2 separate regions of the Gossypium hirsutum genome follow, and region 2 is linked to region 1. The links are chromatin contacts, called in public Hi-C maps. All regions are on one chromosome and are shown on one strand. The core of a region is the stretch at or near the end of the contact, and the rest is flanking DNA. Distances in the headings are between cores, read along the strand shown. Region 1 holds the start of LOC107913226 (floral homeotic protein APETALA 2). Region 2 has its middle 21 kb from the start of LOC107913223.

Evidence for each region. Hi-C and Micro-C count contacts between places; a contact is called where the count stands out from the background.
Region 2: a Hi-C map of leaf shows a contact between it and region 1, with 4 times the contacts expected there. The contact joins the enhancer-like site here to the promoter of LOC107913226 in region 1. A contact is called at or near these places in 19 of 34 Hi-C or Micro-C datasets (anther, callus, cotyledon and 5 more).

What each region holds. Positions count from the first base shown.
Region 1 is chrD11:25,981,301-25,984,963 of Gossypium_hirsutum_v2.1, forward strand. It overlaps LOC107913226 (floral homeotic protein APETALA 2), which reads right to left and starts at 1,988. Exons shown (of 10, transcript XM_041103938.1): 1 at 958-1,988; 2 at 815-840; 3 at 661-691; 4 at 475-562; 5 at 133-278; 6 at 8-52. The coding sequence starts at 1,487.
Region 2 is chrD11:26,176,453-26,180,115 of Gossypium_hirsutum_v2.1, forward strand. No RefSeq gene overlaps it. Among protein-coding and RNA genes, the nearest start is that of LOC107913223, 21 kb to the right of the region's middle. Within about 2 kb of position 1,624, at least 3 of the 9 cell types and tissues checked have an H3K27ac peak or open chromatin away from gene starts, as enhancers often do. A contact at or near this core is called in leaf, where this site is marked.

The DNA.
Region 1 (3,663 bases), core at 738-3,237:
CACGAACCTCGCAGCTTCAATCTCTGTGTCAAACAAGCCTAAATAAACGTACCTGTAAAAACAAAGAGATGGCAGTGAAGACAATTGGGAGCTGAGAAATGGAAATGAAGGGAGAGAAACAATAAATGTTACTTTTTGCCTAATAATTGGCCCATTCTAGCTTCCCATCGGCCACATTTGTGTAAGGTGACTCCTCTATATTTGGAGCTTCCTCGAGGAAATCCGGTGCTTTGTCGGCGAAGTACGTGCACAAATTCTTCCTTGGTTAGGTTACACATCTGTTAAAACAACAAAAAGAATCTTCCCTTTTGTGAACGATGTGATTTACGTGTCTCCAGACCAACAAAATATAAAGCCAGAAATAAAAAAAAGAAAAAGAAAGAAACTTTACAAGATAAAGATAGAAGTAGAACCACTCAAAGATAAGATAAACTATGCAATGTTTTCATCTCTCTCTCTCTCTCTGAGTCTCACCTGCTTCAAGTCATCTTCATAATCTTCAATACTAAAATTTATGTCGGCTTCAACTCCCCGGAACTTGATTGCTGCCCTATCGTATGCACTGCCACAAACAATGAAGGAAAACTTTCTTAAAACTTCTATTTGTTTTTCTTTTTTGCTTTGAAAAACAGAAAAAAAGGTTAAAACTTGAGGACTTACCGAGCAGCTGCATGTGCTGTGTCGAATCCACCTATATATAATCAAAGCCGATGAGAAGAAAAAGACCCATCTTATCTAACTCACAAAACATTAAATTGCAAAAACAAAATCTGTCTCAAAATGTATTTTTTAAAAAAAGAAAAAATAGCCATACCTAAGTAAACTTGCTTTCCACAATCCCTGTACGTTAAATGACAAACCCAAAGAAAAAAAAGGCTTAAATTCTGATTGGCTCGAGGGAAAAAAAAACAAGAAAATTCAAAGCTTTGTTAGAAAAAAAAACAGAAATTAACAAACCAGATATGAGACTCCCATCTGCCAGTTCTTCTATAAAAGGTAACTCCTCTATATTGAGAGCTTCTTGACCTGGGTCCTCTCCTGCTTTTCTTCATGGGCTGAGAAACTTCAACAGATTTAGCATGGGGGAGAGGCTCCGATTGACAGAATTTGACACCAACCCAGTGAGCACGAGGGAACCCTGGTCCACTTCCGACACAGTTGGCCCCCATTTCCGGGTCTTGATCAAGCGGGAAAAACTGACGGGTCACTGGAGCCGGATCACTGTTCTCCGTGAAAACTCCTTCACCAGGCACCGGGAACCCAAAAATCATCTTGTTGCTTCGCTTCTTTAAAGCTGCTTTAACCCTCTCTCCCTCTTCTTCTTCCGATCCATCCTCCACCACCACAGCTGAAGAGCTCGAATTCGAAACGGATCCGACCCGTTTACCCTTATCTTCATCTCCATCTACAGAAGTTTTCTGTGATGAACACCCCTCGGATTCATCGTCTCTAGGTTGCTGATAAGGAGAGTCATTAAGATCCCACATTTTCCCGCCTCTCTTTTCACAACTTCCCCTACTTATAATCTTGATGAAACTTGATATGTATCCTTCAAAAGAGAACAACTTAAAAATTCACGATCACCATCTTCTCTTAGAAGTAATAAAAAAGAAGAAAAAAACCAGAGAATTCAGAGAGAGAGAGAGCTAAAAACTGTCTCTTTTATCTCTTTTTCTCTTTATATATAAAGGTGGAACAAATAAATGAGTAATAAAAGAAAAAGAAAACCTAGGAGAGTTGTGAGTTAGCTAAAAGGTAGTATAGGTAGGAAGGCAAGGGAGAGGAGAGGTTAGCTTAAGTTAGAATATCTGCTATAAACCTGACTGCCCAATACAGCATAGACGAGGCCAGTTTGAGCTAAGCATCCACAATCTCCTTTATTAGTAGTTTTCTTTTATTTTTTTTCTTCTCTCTCTTAGCTTTTGTTTTTCTTTTTTTGTACTTTAACTTTCTCTGATAAATGAATGAATGAAAGAAATTTGTTTTTGTTTCTAAATAAGTTCAATTTTTCTTTTCAGGCTCTGTTTTTAAAAACCAATATTGAAAAAATCAATGAAATTTGGTGATTAGAGTAGAAGAAGTTGTGAAATTTTTAAATTCTTTGGTTTAAACCTACAAAAGGTAAATTTCGTTGGTTTTATTTAAATTTTGAAATTAGCATAAAACAAAAGCAAAGTCTAAATATGTTGTTATATTCAGAACAGAGGAATAGCAACCGGATTAGTCAAATAGTTCCATATGCTTTGACAAATCTAGTTTTTACTTTTTACCGTAAAAAATATATATAAGAATGGTTAAAAAGAAAAAGGGGAAGTTAAAATTAAAAAAAAAAAAAGGTGAAGTAGAAGAAAAGGAAGGAGCGTTTGGAAACATAAAAGGAAATGAGAATAATGTTAGGAAAAGGAAAAACTTTCCAGAAAAGTCCCATCCAAGAGTACGGGAAGAGGCCCATCTTTCCCTCTTTCCTTCCATTATCTCACCAATGGATTGCCCCTCCTATTTTCTTTTTACCCTTTTCTCCTTCTTCACTCGCTTACCTTTCGCGCGTCTCTTCTACTTCCCCTTCCCCTTCCCCTTCCCCTCCGCTTCTCTTTTCTTTTTCTGTTTTTACCAACGCTTGTCCTTTACTTACAAATGGAAGTGAAAAATGCTTTCGCTAGGGTTAATGACTAATGGAAGGGAGTGAAATTTTGATGCAAACATGATCGCATCCTTTGCTTGAGATTTATTAGTATGTCGGTATTTCACCAATATTTTTATTTGATTCAACATCGGTAAATATCATTTTCAATCATTGTTTAGAGACAACTTCTTACCTTCTATTTTAATAAAATTGTCACATTTTGATTTTTGATAGTTAAAATTAATACTTTTAATGATTTATTATTAATTTTCTATAAAAATGCATTTCAAAATTTTTCAACCAATGGATTGAAATAATTTAATAAGAGTGATTCAAACCATTATAATAAGATAAAGGCCTAGCAATATCATATCTTTTGGTATAAAGCATCAGGAAGATTAAGTACTTTTGCTAATGCTATTATAACTTTGTCATTGTTACTTTAGAAAAAATATTTCAAAACTGAAGATGTTTATGTATATTGGTAATACCTTATTCAGAGATGAATCCATGAAATAAGTCTTAAGCAAAATATTAATTCAAGCTCAACCAATTCTAAAATTATTGTACCTTTAATCTCGTACATTTAAAGTGAATTTTCTCACTAAACATGTTATTCCTACTTAGAACAAACTAAGCTACAAAATAATAACTCAATATACATATGATTTTGTACTCAAAGAAAGGTTCCTAAAAAAACATATTTGTCCTCACTCAATGCACCAAATAAAGAAGGATGAATGACCTTTTAATAAGTCATTAGTGTTGGAGTGTGCCCAAAGATCAATCATGTGATGATTGTAATAACATACTTTTACATAATTTATTAATAAAGGTATTTCCATTATTGTTTTCAGTACTTATTTATGTGGTTAAATAAACTGTATAATGATAATATCCAAAAAATGATGTGATCATTCTTAAATGTCCTCAGTCAAGTATTATTGTAACACCCCTCACCCGACCTGATCGTTGAGTTTGAGTTGTAGGATGCTATATTCGTTGCCAGAGCAACTTAAATTTTTTTTTACAACATTCAA
Region 2 (3,663 bases), core at 374-2,873, 190 kb after region 1:
AAACAATAATTTAGAACACGCAATGCAAGATGAGAAATCAGATATTAAGTGAAAAATAGGAAGGTAAAAGAGGGGGGAAAAAGAAACATGTCGGCACAAAAGCAATTGACCGGCATCCAATGATGTCAGGTTCACACCCGGCCCTGCGCCCTACCTAAGACGCTGTTTCTCTATACAACTTTAGGAGACGCAAAGATTGAACTCCCAAGAGATTGATTGAAGTCATGAAATAATGTGTGTTTTTTTTTTAATATAAATGTCAAAAAAGGTGGTTCTATTAACATGTGAAACGTTGTGAATTATTCTTTTAAGAAAAACATTGTGGACAATTCAACTTAGAACTAAATTTATCTATTTTATTTGAACTCATACGACTTAAGTTATATGCTAAACGATTGCCCATTCCAACTATATATTTGAAAAATGAAATGACCAAAGTGGGAGCATCATGCAACAAATGACTCATAAAGTTAAGTCCATAATAAAGAATCAAGTTTAGAAATAATTAAGAAAGAATCATTCTTTAAAACAAACATAAGGATATCTTTCATTATGTGCAAATCGGATTTCCTAAAGATTATCATGGGCCCTGCCCAATAGGAGTCATGTGCATCGCCCATATCCCTTGCCGTGCCACTACAAGCAATGCCGTAAGCATCCCACACCACAGTCCCCAATCCAACTTCCCTTGTTGATGCATCAAAGGCGGCATCCATTTTAACCTTCATTGTGGCATCAAGAGGGGCTGCCAATATTTGATCCTTGGCTCTTTCGGCAACATAGGCCTATGCAGTCGAAAGTCATGGTGCAATCCGTGCGCATAGTCCAAGGCTAAGGAGAGGTCCTCCACCCCTCAACAATCTCATTATTCTGCACTATTCGAAGGTATCACGTTAAGACTAGCAAGCTTGTAAAAGCTTCTTTGTCAAGCAACCTCCTCATAGACTTGAGGCAATCAATACTACTAGTCACATCAACATGCAACAAAGCATCATTAATACCAATTAAGGGTAGGTTTGAATGTCAATTGAGTGTAGTGTGGTGTATTTAGTTTACTTTTTGTCTCATGCTATAATATCTGTCACCGCTATTTTTATACTAACCGCATGTAAACGCACTGTTCATTCAAACCCACCTTAAAATAGGGGTTTTATGAAAAACCTGACAATCTCGAATGGCATGAAAAGTTGTCTCTGAATAGACGCAAATTTAGGTGGCTGGCAATCCCCTTAAATCTTATGAAATTTCTTTTAAGCCTCTTTAGGTTTAAAAAATTTTATTTTGATTTTATAGTTAGTGTTGAAAAAAGAGGACAAAGTTGTGTTTGGCCCCAAAGTATATCAAAGATTTTTTTAAAAAAAATTTAAATTTTTTTTATAAAATATATAAGTTTTGTGATAAAAATATATGGGCTCCCCACTCCTGATCAACAATTCTGACTTTGTCCCTTTTATCTGAAGGTGCTCCACATCTTTGACACTTAAAATCAATCTGGGTTGTTGTAAGAAGTATCACTCGACCTAAGCATGATAACCGGAATAGACAGAAATTGTTGAACATCACAGTTTGGCAAATGCCTTCATAAGAAAGATGAATCGATTTTGGTGGTTTTTATTATGTGGGATTGTTCTGTGGTGGGCCGAGGCCTTGTTTATTTGTTTTTTGGTTGCCTTGGACCGTTGTCGCTGGGTCCTTATGAATGAAGAGTAAAATTTAAATGTCTTGGCAAAGAAGATTTCAAATTTTTCTTTCGTCTTGAATTATTATTAGTTTTTTTTGTAATGTTATAATTGAAGGAGGGATATAATAAGCAGACATTAAATCTTGAAAAATCAGCACTAAACTTTAACCATTTGTTTCACTATATTTGATTTAATCTTTTTCAACATTACTTTGCGCCTCTGAGCTTCACCTCTAAAATTTAGCTTCCGGTTAAGCACCCCAGTTTGCAGAATTAGAGGGTTTCCTTTTAGATTGTGTTTTGGATGAAAAATTTTGATAATTTTAAAATGTTCATTAACTCTTTGCATTTTGTTTGGATAATAATTTATTTAAAAATTTTAATTTATTGGAATATTACGAATTAAAAATAATAATTAATATGGATATCATTATATTAGTAAAAATTATAAATAATTTTAATAAAATAAGTTTTAAAAATGATATATTATAATTAAATAAAAATTATTTTTGAAGTTTAAGTTTTTTTTATCTTATGGTGCAACCATTTGTATTAAAAAAATTAAAATTACGATGACTTTTGAAAAACCACTTCTTTTAAGTGGGATTTAAGAAAGAAATTTGAGCTGTTAAAATCTCTATTGAAACTATTCACAAATTTTAAAATTCTTCAATACATTTTCTTAAATAAATAAAGGATTTTGAAAAATTTAATCCAAATAAAATTCCTCGTATAAATCTCGCATTTGATGGAATTAATATTTATATTATTAAAAAATATAAGATGGTCCTGATGAAGAAGAGTAGCTGTAGAAGGGTACAACTTGGGCTCAATTTCTCCCTTATGCTAAGCTATTAAGTTAAAGGTTGGCGTAGGCACACACCCAAAATTAGATTGAGCCCAATTCCTCTTAATTAAAAATTATTGTTCATACTTAACTAGGGAATAGGACTGCCAACAAATTAAGTCCGAGTACTTATCAAATTAAGGGTCTGTTTGATTGACGGAATTGATTTTCCGGAAAATCATTTCCAACTTTTCCAGTGTTTGATTGGCAGAAAACATTTTCCATTTGGAAAATGAACTCCAAAACAACAGAAAATGGGTAACAATTTAGGGAAAATGTCTTACCCTTTCAATTTCCGTAAGACATTTTCCGTGCTCTCCTCTCTATCGCCTCCTTCATTCCTTCCTTCATTTCCGGTAGAAAACTTCTTCTGTTTATCGATTTTCCAGTAACTTTTTTTTTAATTATTCAATACTTGTTTTTTAACACAATTACAAATAATTTATTTGATATTATTTTTTTCAATTTATAACGATTAATATTGTAGCTTAATAATTGAGTATTATTATAAATAAATCATTGCAATATATGTAAAAATAATTTAAAATATAAAAATTTATTAATATATATTAATATATGTAAAAACAAACTTTTCAGAAAATATTTTGAGGGAATCTGTCAAACAGTAGAAAATATTTTACACAGATTCAATCAAACACAAGAAAATATTTTCCAGTAAATCATTTTACAGAAAAGTAAAATATTTTCCAGAAATCATTTTACGGAAAATATTTTACTGGCAATCAAACAGACCCTAAGTGTAAATATTTTTACCCTTTCTCTAACTGCAAACATAAAAAATAAAATAAAAAAATATTGTTTCATCAAAACAAAACTGATGGTTAAGCTGTCAATCAGGAAAATTGAAAAAGGCTGGTGGTGATGCCATAATTGCTATGTTGCTCTTGGATTAATTGAAACAGACATTAGGGTCTTCACACTCAGTTTGGGAGCTTTGTTGTTTATCTGCATTATAATTAAATTGAAAGATATTCTGGATTTACAATATTCAATGTTAGAAGTAAGAAATTGGATTTGTGTTTAGTGAAACGAGCATCCAACCCCAATAAGAACAAGACTCTTGTTCATACCAAATTTAGTTGCATAGGAAAAGTGGAGGTTGGCGGAAAATATA